Linked DNA regions of Mus musculus: all the other regions are linked to region 2. The links are chromatin contacts, called in public promoter capture Hi-C maps. All regions are on one chromosome and are shown on one strand. Each heading gives the region's core, a stretch centred on a gene start, on an enhancer-like site or on the middle of the called end of the contact. The rest is flanking DNA. Distances are from core to core; before and after follow the strand shown.

Region 1 (3,166 bases), core at 330-2,829, 1.0 Mb before region 2:
CCCGGGGTCAAGACACGCCGCTGCTCCTTCCCGCAAATTGGCCGGATCCCGGCAAATACCAAGGGCGCAGAGGCGCTCGCCCCAGCGACTAGAGAGTCGGCTAGCGGCTGCAAGCTCCCGTTATTTCTACAGGCCTGGTGAAGGAATGTGCTGAGTAGGGTCTGCCAAGGGGCTCCAAAGGGGTCCCCAGCCCTTACCAGCACTGGAGGTGGAAGGCGGCAGGGCAGTGATCGCAGCACAAGAGATCCCCACCTTCCTTGCAGCTATCGCAGCTGTCGTGGTTGGTGGCCCTGCCGCTTCTCCGGGACTCCTTCTCGGGCTTCCGACTCCGCTTTTCTGCCTCGTCCGTCTTGGGGGGAGCCAGCAGAGCTTGGATTTGCTGCACACACATACAGACGGCATGTGTGCACATTCGGAGCTCCCGGGTAGCCCGTAGTCCCACCGGCGCCGCTTCTCCGTCACCCACCCCTCTTCCCCCTTTTGTCCTTCTTCCTCCCATCCAGGCTGCTTCCAGAACCTCTCGGTCCCCGGAATCAAGGGGAGCCCACCCTAACTGCGTTCCTGCAGCACAACAAGAAAAGCTCCTTCCAAATGGGGAGGACCAGGGTAGGGGGATGGGGAGAGGGTGCGCGGTTCTCTTCTTGCCACTTCCTTGTATGGACAGTGGGGGACTCCAAAGCCCGGCTCGGGAGAGGCCCGAAGCTTGGTACCCGGACGTGCAGGGGGAAGCACAAAGGGGCCGACAAGAAGGGGGTGGGGAGGCCTGCCGGTGCAATGAAATGGAGTGGGCTGAAGCCTCAGGGAGCGAATCGAGGGCGGCTGGTAGGTGAAACTGCTGCAGACGTCCTCGGAAGCTAAGCTCAGTCCCCCAAATTGCAAAGAGGGGAGGAAGAGACTGGGTGAGGAAGAACAACCCCCCCTTTTCCCGGCCCTCTGGCGCTTCGAGCTTAGGGCCGGCTTTGTGGGGCGGAGGTACCCTCCTGGCACTGGGGGGAAAAGGATGAGGGCCACTCTTACCTCCATCAGCCCCCCCGACGTGTCCAAGTCGTACACGATCGTCTTGGTCTCCATTTTCTCCCACATTCATCCACCTCTCGGGCTGGGCGCTCTCTGCTCCGGCCCCCCCAGCCCCGGGGGGAGGGGGGAGGAGGGGAAGGGGGCACCTCTGACCCCCGGTCCCCTTCTCTCTTCCCAACACAGGTTCCGACTTCCTCGCCCTGGCTCCCCCCCACCCCCCGGCCCCCAGTCCCTGGGACGGCAGCGTCCTCCCCACGGGCCGCGAGAGGGGAGCAACCCCTCAGCCCCGGCCCAGCGGCTGGCTGCACAGTGGATCCCGGCTCCGGGGGTCAGGCCTCGGCGGGGGCCTAGGCCCACAGGCTAAAGCTGGCGCTGGCGACCGCTGGTCCGGCCGGGAAGGCTAGCGGGCGCTGCCATCCCGGGCTTGGGGGACCGGAGGGGGGGGTGAGAGGTTAGGTGAGGTTGTGGTTCGTGAGGTGACTCTGGGGAGGATGATGGGGGGTGGTCCCCGGGCTCCGCCTCTCGCCGCCGCTGCCGTCTGCGTCCCGGCTGCCGCGCACTTGGCGCAAACTTACCGCGAGCGCCCGCAAAGCCACCCGCGCAGGCGCCCCGGGATCGCCGCTCGCCGCGCGCAACCGCAGTGACAGCCGGCGGCCTGGCTCCCGCGCAGCCGCGGTGATGGGGTACCCCCCGGCGCGCAGCCGCGCTGGCATTCGCCCGGAGCCCAGAAGCCCCGCCTCTCCGCCGTGCGCCGGCGTACTGCGATTGGAGGGCGGAACCTGAGGCCTCGCTTAGGCGCCTGGGAAAGCGCGTAGGGGTCACGGCGCAGCCGCAGGAACTGGAAGACGCATCACCCATTGGTGTTTGTGTGCGGACCACGGGCTCTGGTCCCGCGCAGGCGTGTTGGGTCGCCACCCTCCCGTCCCCTCACACAGCCGCCTCACGCGCAGGCGCGTTGTACCTGGAGGCCTGCACAAAAAAAAAAAAAAAAAAAAAAAGCTTCTCCTTTCGCCATTTTGGTAATGAGATTTGGGGCTACCATGCCCTTGGAGTCCTCAGTCACGACCAAGGAGGAGCGTGGGATGCTGTATGGAGCTGGTAGCTTTCGGCTGCAGCAGTACCCATATGGATGGTGTAGTGGACTGTTTGTCTCCAGTGTCAGGTGTGTCTGGACTAGGCCGCCATATTGGTAAAGAGGGAAAAAAAAAGCATTGCGACAAAAAAAAAAAAAAAAAAAGACGCTTTTGGTGGCAGATCGGATGACTGCTCTTTCCACTTCATTTCCACTCTCAGCACCTAATTTTAGCACGAGCATTGCTGCCTTGGGTCCCGATGGAACCCAAGATATTTCAAGCTGTTCTTACCCTCTCTTAACCACTGTCCCTGTGAACTACTCCGAAAGAGGAAGTCAAAAGCCCAAACAGTCCGTAATCCTGACAACGCCCAGCTACCTGCCTACAGCTGACTTCAATCCCCATCTTGCAACGCGCAGAGTTCAAAGGGTGAACGGGACCGCTTTGCACTCTGGTAGTTAGACTCGCGATGGATCTGATGGATTGTGGGAGTTGTAGTTCAGCCTTCAGGCGCTGCACTGGACCATAGGATGTACACGAAGAAAAGCCTGCCGGGAAAGGATACTTTTGAGAGCTGCCGTATTGCACACTGGGGTTTGTAGTTTGAGCCCCTCACCTCGCATTCTGAGCAGAGAGACATACCTCTCTTTGGGTGTGCGCTGTTATGCCCTTGTTATCACTTTCCAATATGGACAGATACTCTGCCTAATTGCGAATGAATGAACCCCACTAGGCATTAATTAACACTGGTGACATGCAGCTATGTCCTGCCGTTTCTTTCTTTCGTTTGTTCGTTCTGTTAAGACAGTCTTACTCCGCAGCCCTAGAACTTGTTATGTAGACTAGATAGGTCATGAACTCACAGAAATCCGACTGCTTCTGCCTCCGGTCCCATTTCTGGGATCGACGTGTGCTACTACGCCTGGAATCTCCTAAACTCATTTTTATGTTACTACACACATTATTCTCAGACCCGTAAACCTGGGAGGGACTTAGAGACTATTTGATTTAAATTCTTCATTTCCAGGTACAGAGTGGAGAGTGGTTTGCTTAGACGCATATTGAGTTTATAGCAA
Region 2 (3,150 bases), core at 314-2,813:
TTCCAAATAAGGGGAAAAAAAATGCAAGGTCCCTTTGGTTCAATTTTTTTGAGACTATTTCTCCTGTTTGGATTCCTAGATAACCAATCTCTCAGTGTAGATGTATTTTCAACAGTTGTAACTGGACAGCAGACAGCAAAACAACAATTCTCAGCCAGCAAGGAATGAGAACTCAAAATACTACAAAGTAACTACTGACAGGAACTATGAGAATAGCAACTCCAGCTGCAACCACAGAGCATATTTAAAAATAGCCGGTTACAATCTGTTGTAATCACTTTATGTTTTTTTCTATTTTATACATTTGGACTTTAGGGCAATTCTGGGACATCTCCTATGGTATGGATATTTTTCCATTAATTATTAATTATTTGGCACAGGCCAAATCTGTTAGTACATAGCTCATCTTTTGCTTTAGGTTTATCTGTCTGCAACTTGATAAGCTGTTTCTCTCTTCTGCTACTTCTAGATGAACTGTTAAGATTAAAACTGCACGAGAACAAACCGCACACATCCAACATCACATAATATCAAAACATGATGATATGCATTCAAAGACCACCATCTGTCACGTTAGGAAACAAACTAAATGCTAATAGGCCACAGAACACTGAAGCCACCACACAGGTGATGTTCTTGGGCCTGCCCTTTTCTAGTGCCTATTCTCTGGCTTACTACAAGTTCTGTCAATGCTACAAAGCTCTGTTATCCCAGGGCCATTTTTAGGACAACAAAATGTGCTGCTGTCAATAAAGTAGGCAAGAAGTCGTAGACCTCACCAGAGCTCTTCTGGTTGGTGACTGGCTTGCCTTCCTGAGGCACAACGTGTTGAAACACATGCTGAGCACCCTGGACCGTGGCCCTCCTCAGACATATGTCCAGCAGATCGTGGGTGGTCCCGACATTCTGGGCAAGTACGAACTGAGGGTCAGAATTTAGTTTCTGGATCAAAGCAGATACCTTCTCCGAATTTAGTCCTGTGGGAAGATCAAACGCCATTATAATTATATCCCCTCCCAAAGAGGCTGACGGGGACAGCTTTAGGATAGGGTCACCGTAGATCCTAGATTTAACTTCGCAAGAGCATCCTGCAGAGTGCTGTACCAGAAAGCCCTCTCCCGGCATCCTCCCCGCGTGATGTCGTCTCTCTCCTGGTGCTCTCCCACCCTCCCGGAGGGCTACATCCCGGCCCTCGCCTAGGTCCGTCCCCCCCTCCCCACCCACCCCCATCCCATCCCACGGCCTTTCACGCCGCCGGGCCTCACGGGTCCGCCGAGCCCGGGAGAGGACCCGGGAAAACACTCGTGGTACCAGCGGTGCCTCACCTGCGTTGTTCATGGCGCCCAAACTGCTTCGTGGAGGAAACGTTAGTTTTCAGGGTTTTCAGGTGAGCTCTGGGGTTACACTACAGTCCGCTGCCTAGCTGGCCGGACCTGGTTCTCGCACCCTAAGCGCCGGAAGAAGGAAACCCGCTCAATGGTGGCCGAGAGAAACGGGGTCCGCGGAGGGACAAAACTCCCCCCTCGCGTTGCTGAGTCAGCGCCATCGGGGCTAGCCCCGCCCGGGGGAGGGCCGACAGGGGCGGCCTTTCAGACTCTGGGGCCCGCACCTCGGCCCGGGAGCGGCAGGGCGAAGCCACCCACGATTGCAGCCCCCACTGCCAGCATTGCTCACTCTTCGCCTCGGCTGCGCCCTCCGCCATCTGTGATCCCTCTTCCTGGCTTCAAGGGCGCCCTCCCGGGATCCCAAGCTCCTAGAGGAAGGAGGCTGAGGGTTCCGTGCTGATGAACCCAGATCCCTCACTGTCTAGCATTGGGGAAACTGACGCTTAGAACTCCTTTGAGAAGCCAGAGGAGGTTTTGTGAAGTGAAAAGGAAGTAAGGGACCCAAAATTAGCCATGGGACGGCAGATCTCAAGAAATCCACCCAAAGGCTTTTCCTGTAGGCACTTAGCTGACCAATCTGTTCATCTTTTTCAATTGCAACTTGTTGCTTAGAGTCTAGTGAGAACAAAGTTCTTGTATTTGAAAGGATTTTGGAACCAATCTCTTTCCCACCCACCCATAAGCTACTACCACGGTTCTACAAATACACATCTGCTCATTTCATCTACACATTCTGGGCTTCGCAAGGCTCATGAGTGGTTCCTATTGAGCCCAGCTTGGGCTAAGGAGAATGATTACGTCAATTTTATGCTTTTTTTTTTTTTTTTTTTTTTGCTAATATCTACAAAACCTGTAAATCACACACACACACACACACACACACACACACACACAGAGTCTTCGAGATAATTAATCAGTTTTTCAAGACGGGGCGGGAGAGTCCACTGCATAATAAAATAAGTACAAATGCACACTGTAGCCTTACTATTCAGATTTTCCATGGAGCCTAAAACCTAAGTCTTAAATTGAAAATCACCCATGGTTCAGAGGAATTCTGATGTCTGGAAAGTGCCACATGCAGACAGCCATCTGTCACTTGAGAATTCAGTCTCTGTGTCCCTGAGAGACTTAGCTAAAGACCTGCAATTCGACATAGCAACCATCTCCAAGGGAGCCCATCAACTACCCTATCCTGTGGGGCTTTTTTTTTTATTTTTTCCATTTTCTGAAGAAAAAAGAAACAAGCTACAACTCATGCTGAAAGAAATCATGGGCCCTTTCACCAAATAAATAAATAAATAAACAAACAAATAAATAAACAATAAAAATGATGTTCAAACTTCCTGCCCAATTGGACTCAGCCCAAAGAATAAAATTGTATTCAACATTTGTGGTGTAACAGGTCCTCAGCAAGTTTCTGCTGATATAAAAAAAATTAAAAACTTTAATCTTGTCATCAAGAGACTCATGATGTGGGACTGGGAGATAGCCCAGCAGATAAAAGCACTTGCTGATGATCTTCCAGGGGACCCAAGTTCGGGTCCCAACACTCAAGTCAGAAAACTGTAAGTCCAGTTCCAATGGGTCCAGCCAACACTTCCTTCTGGCTACCATGGGCACTCATCCCATGTGCACACCTATACACAGAGACATACACATTCAAAACAATTAACGTGGGAAAGACATGCAACAGAACCTATGCTATCTCACAGTAGTGCTATATAAGTAGTAGCTAGCAGTGAGAGCCAGACGCTAGAAAAACAGA
Region 3 (3,078 bases), core at 205-2,704, 1.1 Mb before region 2:
CGTCCAGCCTTGGCTCAGAGCTTAAGAAGGCTGTGGCAAAGGCCTGCACGGAGGCCAGACTGGCCAAGTCCAAGGCCATGAAGATGACCTCATTGTTTCCACTTTCCTGTGGAGCAGCAAGGGCTAGGATTGTTACTGGGTATCTCCCTTCTCCTCCCTCTTTCCAGGCTTCTGAGAGTCTACCCACCTATGACTAAAACCTGCCTCTATGCATCAGCGTGTAATGGGTGTGTGGATTCAAATCTTGACTTTGCCCCTAACTAGAGTGTGACTTCAGACGTGATACTGAATATCTTTTGGGCCTCTGTTCTCTTACTGAAAAATGAGAGGATAGTAATAATATTAACAGCAATAATAATACTTTCTACTGGAAAAAAAAGCTGGGAGAGTTAAATCAGATAAAATACATGTATGTCTGGTGTGGTGGCACACATTGGTTATCCTAGCTACCCTTTTGTCACCAGTTCAAGGCCTGCCTGAGCTAGAGTTAATATATATTAAATACCCAGTCAGCAGCGTGCAGGTATTTGCCATTAACATCCCTTGTTTTTATTATCATTTACCATAAAAATCAATTACAGCCTTTCACCTGTTGTAGACAGCATCTTGCTACGTAGCTCAGACTGCCTTGGAACTCATGATCTCCCTTCCTCAGCCTCTTCAGGGCTGGAATTACAGGTGTGCACCAGCATGTCCTGCTGTAACAAACTTTTCCTAAGAGACTGTGGTCTTCTCTTACACACCTTTTTAAAAAAAATTTATTTTATTTGTTTGCTTGTTTATTTTGAGACAGAGTCTTAGGATGTAGCCCAAGCTGGTCTTCAACTCACAGAAATCTACCTGTCTCTGCCTCTCAAGTGCTAGGATTAAAGGTATGTGACCCTCTCACTCCTGTCCTCTGCAGTCTAGACACCGCACAGTTCTAAGAAATTCATCTGAAAAAGCCATCAGGATGGTCCAGAGCCTACTGAAGTGTCTTCTCTGCTCAGCTGTCTTCAACTCGATGGTATTTGGAAGGGCCTTCAGAAGCTGGCTGTGGCTCAGAACCACTTCAGGACATTCCTTTTATTCCTTGCTTCATCTCCCGCCCCCTGTCTCTCCAATTAGACTCTCTAGTCTCAGGGCATTTGCACCTGCTGTTCTTTCTGCATCTCTTCATTATCCTAACCCTTCCTTCTTTGTCGCCTTTGCCAAGGCTGGCCTTGAGCTCGCAGCCCGGTGCTGGGACCACACCTGACTTCATTAACTCTGATTCTTAAAGCTCTCAAGATTAAAGACCACAGCAGTCCCTGCATCTTCCTCTCTGTTTAAGGGATAGTGAGGCTCTCTCCTCTCAGATCTTGATTCCTCCGTCGCTCTGCTCCGCCCTCCGCGTCCCGGGCTCACCCGCCTCCCGCATTCCCCTATGGTCTCACCTGACGGAGGTCGAAAGCGGCCGCTTCCCCGCGCTCCCGGCTGCGGCAGGCCAGCACCACGCGCGCTCCCCGGCGCGCCAGCTCCAGCGCTGTCATCTTTCCGATGCCGCTATTGGCGCCTGCGGGCGGCGGGTGGGAGCCAGCTCAGCCGGTCGGGCCGCGGCCACCCGCCCGGCCTCCCCGCCGCCCGCTCGCGCGCACTCACCAGTGACCACGACCGTGCGGCCCCGAAGGCTGCCGATGCCGCCGCACGACGGGGCCTTCACCAGGTTGTAGTAGACAAGCACGTAGGCGCCCAGCAGCAGCCCGGCGCCCAGCAGCAGCATCTCCATGCCGGCAGTGCTCCCGATTCCCGCCCGGGCCTCGTCGCTCCCGCCTCGGCCTCGCGAGGGCGGCGGCAGGCTGGGCAGGGGTGTGCGCGCACGCGTGGCCCCTGCGAGCGCCCCCTAGGCGTGCGCCTGCGTGCCCTGGCGGCGTGCCTAGGAGAAACACCTTGGAGTCCTGGGAGCGCCCTCTAGGCTTGCGAACTCCCGGGAACGCGTGCTCGGTAAGTACCCGGAAACATCTGCCTGAGGGACGGGTGGGTGTGTGCATGCCTAGGGCCCTGAGATCTCCGCTCAGGCTTTGGGCGTGCTTCTGGATTCTGGGCGGGCGCCGGCGGTGAGAGCACTGCGTAGGTGTCTGTGCCCATCGCGGGAGTCCTCCAGGCTGTGCATGCATCTGTAGTCTCCACCAACGCGTGTGACTGAATGAACATCTCTGTTTACTCTAGGTGTGAGTATGTAGCAGTCTCTCAGTCTGGAGTCCTGTGTACATGAATGGGCTCGTGTGTCTGGAGTCGAGTCCTGGATGCCTTTTCCTCAATGAAGCGACTCTTTTCTCATTCTTTCATTATCCAGCCCTCCGCTGCTCTTCTAGGACATTTCCCGTTACAGGCCAGAGGCATGAGGCTTCTTATGCTGGCACTGACAGGGTTGTCAGGATTCAACCATGTGATTTCCTAACTTTGTGACCCCACCCCTTTCCCTGTCGATTTTGGAGGTGGTTTCCCTAGGCCCATGGTGGCCTTAAATTTGAGATCCTCCTTCCTCAAACTCCGAAACAGTGGGTATTACATGGTTGTTACTCCATGACCTCTGCTTTCGAAAAGGCGGTAATTTGTTTCTAGAACGGTTCACAGGTAGCAAGACTAGGTAGGTAGACACTCCATTACTCTGGAAACAGTGACTGAGGGTAAGCTGGGCAGGGACAGCTAGGGATGTGGGCATTCCAAGCAGGACCTTGCCTAGGACAGTGAAGGACAGGTAGTTCCTTTCTGCCTTTGGAGGTTTAAGAAGTCCTTCCTGAAGTGGAAGCAGAGTGGCAGGGACAAGAATACAACTATATGTGGGAGTCAGGGTCAGATTTCTGAGACCAGGGAATTCCCTATTTAATACTGCACTGTGTTCTTGGAGCACAACTATAGACGCTGTGGATGTAAAGCTCGTCTTCTAGCCCTATCAACAGACTTGAATATATGAATAGGTACTAGTTAGAATAGTGCCAGAACACAGATTTTTCTAGGGGACTGTTCTCAGGAAGAACTTCCTGAATAAGCCATCTCCAGGAAGCTAGCAGGATGCCCAGGAAATTAGAATTAGGGTAACACAGCAGGGTATTTCCT
Region 4 (3,063 bases), core at 138-2,637, 1.2 Mb before region 2:
CTCCTAATACTTCCTGGAGCCAGTTGATAGGAAAACTTCCCTTTCTGGCCTGGCAGGAGGGTTCTGGCTCCAGGGCCCAATGAAATCAAAGAGGGCTGATGCTTGCTGTAGGCGTTGCCTCCAGAAAGGCAGTAGTAGCTTCTCTTTGATACTCTTCAGCAGTCACAGATGAACCAGTTCCCCCCTGAGGCGACAGGATGATCCAAGAGACCACCTTTGAGTATTCTGAAAAATGCAGGTGCCCGAGGAATGACTGTTGTCAGCGTCCTGGATTGTGTCGTCAATGGGGTAGAAAGGCCAGTGAAGTCTACTCTGTTCCCCCAAGTCCCTGTCTCCAAAGCTCTTTATCTTAGTAAATATCTGCAAGGCTCCAGTCTGGCAGGGGTCAACAGAAGGACGGCCTTCAAAACCTTTGCTAAAAAAAAAAAACGCACCTTTCTCCAACCACCCTCAGCCCAGTTAGAAAGTAAGTCCCTGACGGTGTCCTCTTGGAGACTCATGCCATGCTTTGGAATAGGGCAAGCCAGGGCTTGTTTGGACTGGTCATTAGGCTAGCCTAATCTCTGCATAGCTTGCAGCTGATAGGTTGGAGGGAGCCCCCTTTTCTATCTTACCCTGAGGCAAGGGTTTGCACAACCCCTGCGAAGGCACCCCTCCCCACACACACCTCTTAGGGAGGGGGTGCTGGAGCTATTTTTTTGTTTGCTGAGGAGATACTGCTGAAAGGTTGCCCTTTCCCCAGGCTATTCACCAGACCTAGACTGGGGAGAAAGGTAACCCGACCAATTTCTCAAAGGTTTCAAAGTATCACTAATAAAAATATCAAATGCCTGCTTGGCTTATGATCTCTTACTGGGTGGGTGGAAGTGGCCGCTAGACACCCCAAGACTGGGTTGGGCCCGACTGTGGTTGCAGGGCAGCGGCCAGGAGGAATGTGGGCGCAGCCAGAGGCCTGAGGGCTGGGGCCGAGGTTCCGCTGGCCCAGCGCCCAGCCCAGTTTCCTTGCTCTAGCCTGGTTTACTGGGATCCTGTTGCCAGGCTTCGCTGCCTAGCACCTAGAAGCTAGGGCCCCGGGTCCCTGAGCGGCGCGTGGCGCAGGAGACCTTAAGGTGGCCTCTAAAGTGTCAAGTCTTTGTGGTGCGACCTGATAGGCACCATCGTAACGCAAGGGGACCCGCTTCTGGAAGACTCTCGGCCACACTCGGAGTTCCAGCGGGAAAGAGAAGCCTAATTTAACTTTCAAAGCCAGGGCAGAGTTCGGAGTGCGACAGCATTCGGAGTGAGGGGTTGTGGAGTGGGCGGGGCACGAGGGCGGGCTCTAGGACCATGGGGACGCGGCTCCGCCCCCTCTTCCGGCGGGCGGGGTTGCGGACCCGGGCCGGTCTCGGCCGCCAGTCGGCGCCGCCCGCAGCCGGGAAACGCGGCCCGAGCGAGGCGCGGGCTGTGGGGCCGCCGCGTGCCCGGCCCCGCTCGCCCGTGCCCGCTGCCAGCCCGCCATGCCCGGCTTCGACTACAAGTTCCTGGAGAAGCCCAAGCGGCGGCTGCTGTGCCCACTGTGCGGGAAGCCCATGCGCGAGCCTGTGCAGGTGTCTACTTGTGGCCACCGCTTCTGCGACACCTGCCTGCAGGAGTTTCTCAGGTGCGACCCGGGGCGGTGGGCCTCCGCCGGCAGTGCAGGGGGATGAGGGCGGTGCACGGGGGACGGGCTCGGGCCGGAGACACGTCGCGCCTTTGTCTGCGAGGCCGCCCGGTGACCTCAGGAGCGCCCACCATGATGTCAAGGGGCGGCAGTGACGTCAGGGCCCTGGGGAGGACCTTACGCACCCAAGCGTAGGGTCTCGGGTCCTACCTGCCCAGCTCCAGGTAGGAAAAACTGCCTCCCCACGCTCTGGCGGAGGGAAAGCCGCCCTTCCTGACCCGTAGCCGGCCCTTCCCCCCTACCTGAGAGCCCGAGCGGCCACAGTCTTGAACTTTGAATCCTTTAGGGAAGGGAAGGACAAAGCCTCTCTCTCCCGCGCGGCACTCAAGCCGCTGGAGTTTTCACCTGTCCAACCTCTTCTTTTCCTCTCTGACGTTGAGAGAGCGGCCGCTATTGTTCTCCCATTTCAGAGATTCAAAAAAATAAGGGCTGCGATTTGCCCAGGGTCACACGATTCAAGTCTTTAGCTGGGAATCCAGCCCGGGCTGCGTGTGGCCAAGCAGTAGAGGTTGGACTGTGACCTGCAGCCCTCCCCGCCTCTTAAGTGGGGAACCCTCCCTTGGGGTCTTGAGTACAATGGATGGTTGGTACATCGGCCACCCGGGTTGGTACTGAATGCCCTGTGCCCACTGAGGATCCAGGTCCTGCCTTGCGGCCTCAGGCATCGCTCACATTTCTGGGCACCCCTGGGCGGTCTTGAGGCTCCTGGCACTGAAGGCTGCATGTTGGAGGGGAGATCGGGGAGCCCCAACGCCCGTGGAGGTCGTGCTCTAGAGCACAAGGCAGGCTGAGTCTGCCGCGGTCCCGCGAGGGGAACTGGCAGGGAAAGCAATGTGGGACTTGTGCCTCAGTGCTTCGTCCCCACTGTCTTCCGAAGCCCCTGGCTGGCGGAAATCTCAGCAGGCCCTTTGTTTTTTGTTCCTAGCAGCCGCGGGCTCCTGCTCTCACATATGCTCCTGCTCAAGCTGCTGTGGTCCCCCCTCCTCCCTTCTTTTCTCCCTCCTCCCTCTGGCCCTCCTCCCTGAAATGTACACACTTAACTCCTCTACAGACACACACGGGCCCATTGTCTTCCCGGCTCCCTTCCTGGCCCTCTGGTTTCCAGATGAGGCCAGCTGAGCCAGCCCCCTCCTCCAGCTGACCCACCCTTACTGCCTCGGGGAAGGAGCCAGGAGGGGTCTGTCAGGCCTTGTTCCCTCCTTCACCTCCTTCTCAGTCCCCTCGAGGCTGCTTCTGCCCCTCCTCCTCCCGGAAATCCCCTCTTCCTCTCCCACTACCCCCTCCCCCCATCCTGTCTTCTCCCCTGGGCTTGGGCCTCCACTGCTCAGCCAGGAGCTGCCTCTGCCTTCTCCCCTCCCCCACGA

Evidence for each region. Promoter capture Hi-C pulls out the DNA fragments that hold promoters and counts their contacts. Capture Hi-C pulls out chosen DNA fragments and counts their contacts.
Region 1: a promoter capture Hi-C map of pre-B cells shows a contact between it and region 2, with 4 times the contacts expected there. The contact joins the promoter of Phf12 here to the promoter of Blmh in region 2. A contact is called at or near these places in 2 of 39 promoter capture datasets (liver and pre-B cells).
Region 3: a promoter capture Hi-C map of adipose tissue shows a contact between it and region 2, with 2.4 times the contacts expected there. The contact joins the promoter of Dhrs13os here to the promoter of Blmh in region 2. A contact is called at or near these places in 1 of 39 promoter capture datasets (hippocampal neurons) and 2 of 9 other capture datasets (adipose tissue and liver).
Region 4: a promoter capture Hi-C map of adipose tissue shows a contact between it and region 2, with 2.4 times the contacts expected there. The contact joins the promoter of Traf4 here to the promoter of Blmh in region 2. A contact is called at or near these places in 1 of 39 promoter capture datasets (pre-B cells) and 1 of 9 other capture datasets (adipose tissue).

Annotation. Positions count from the first base shown.
Region 1 is chr11:77,981,229-77,984,394 of GRCm38.p6, reverse strand. Phf12 (PHD finger protein 12) reads right to left here and starts at 1,579. Exons shown (of 15, transcript NM_174852.3): 1 at 1,018-1,579; 2 at 198-379. The coding sequence starts at 1,083.
Region 2 is chr11:76,944,069-76,947,218 of GRCm38.p6, reverse strand. Blmh (bleomycin hydrolase) reads right to left here and starts at 1,563. Exons shown (of 12, transcript NM_178645.4): 1 at 1,326-1,563; 2 at 780-977. The coding sequence starts at 1,338.
Region 3 is chr11:78,031,041-78,034,118 of GRCm38.p6, reverse strand. It overlaps Dhrs13os (dehydrogenase/reductase (SDR family) member 13, opposite strand), which reads left to right and starts at 1,454. Exons shown (of 2, transcript NR_152257.1): 1 at 1,454-1,962; 2 at 2,188-3,078. Dhrs13 (dehydrogenase/reductase (SDR family) member 13) reads right to left here and starts at 1,806. Exons shown (of 5, transcript NM_183286.2): 1 at 1,621-1,806; 2 at 1,416-1,534; 3 at 1-106. The coding sequence starts at 1,747.
Region 4 is chr11:78,163,874-78,166,936 of GRCm38.p6, reverse strand. Traf4 (TNF receptor associated factor 4) reads left to right here and starts at 1,387. Exons shown (of 7, transcript NM_009423.4): 1 at 1,387-1,639. The coding sequence starts at 1,497. Nek8 (NIMA (never in mitosis gene a)-related expressed kinase 8) reads left to right here. Exons shown (of 15, transcript NM_080849.3): 15 at 160-831. The coding sequence ends at 188.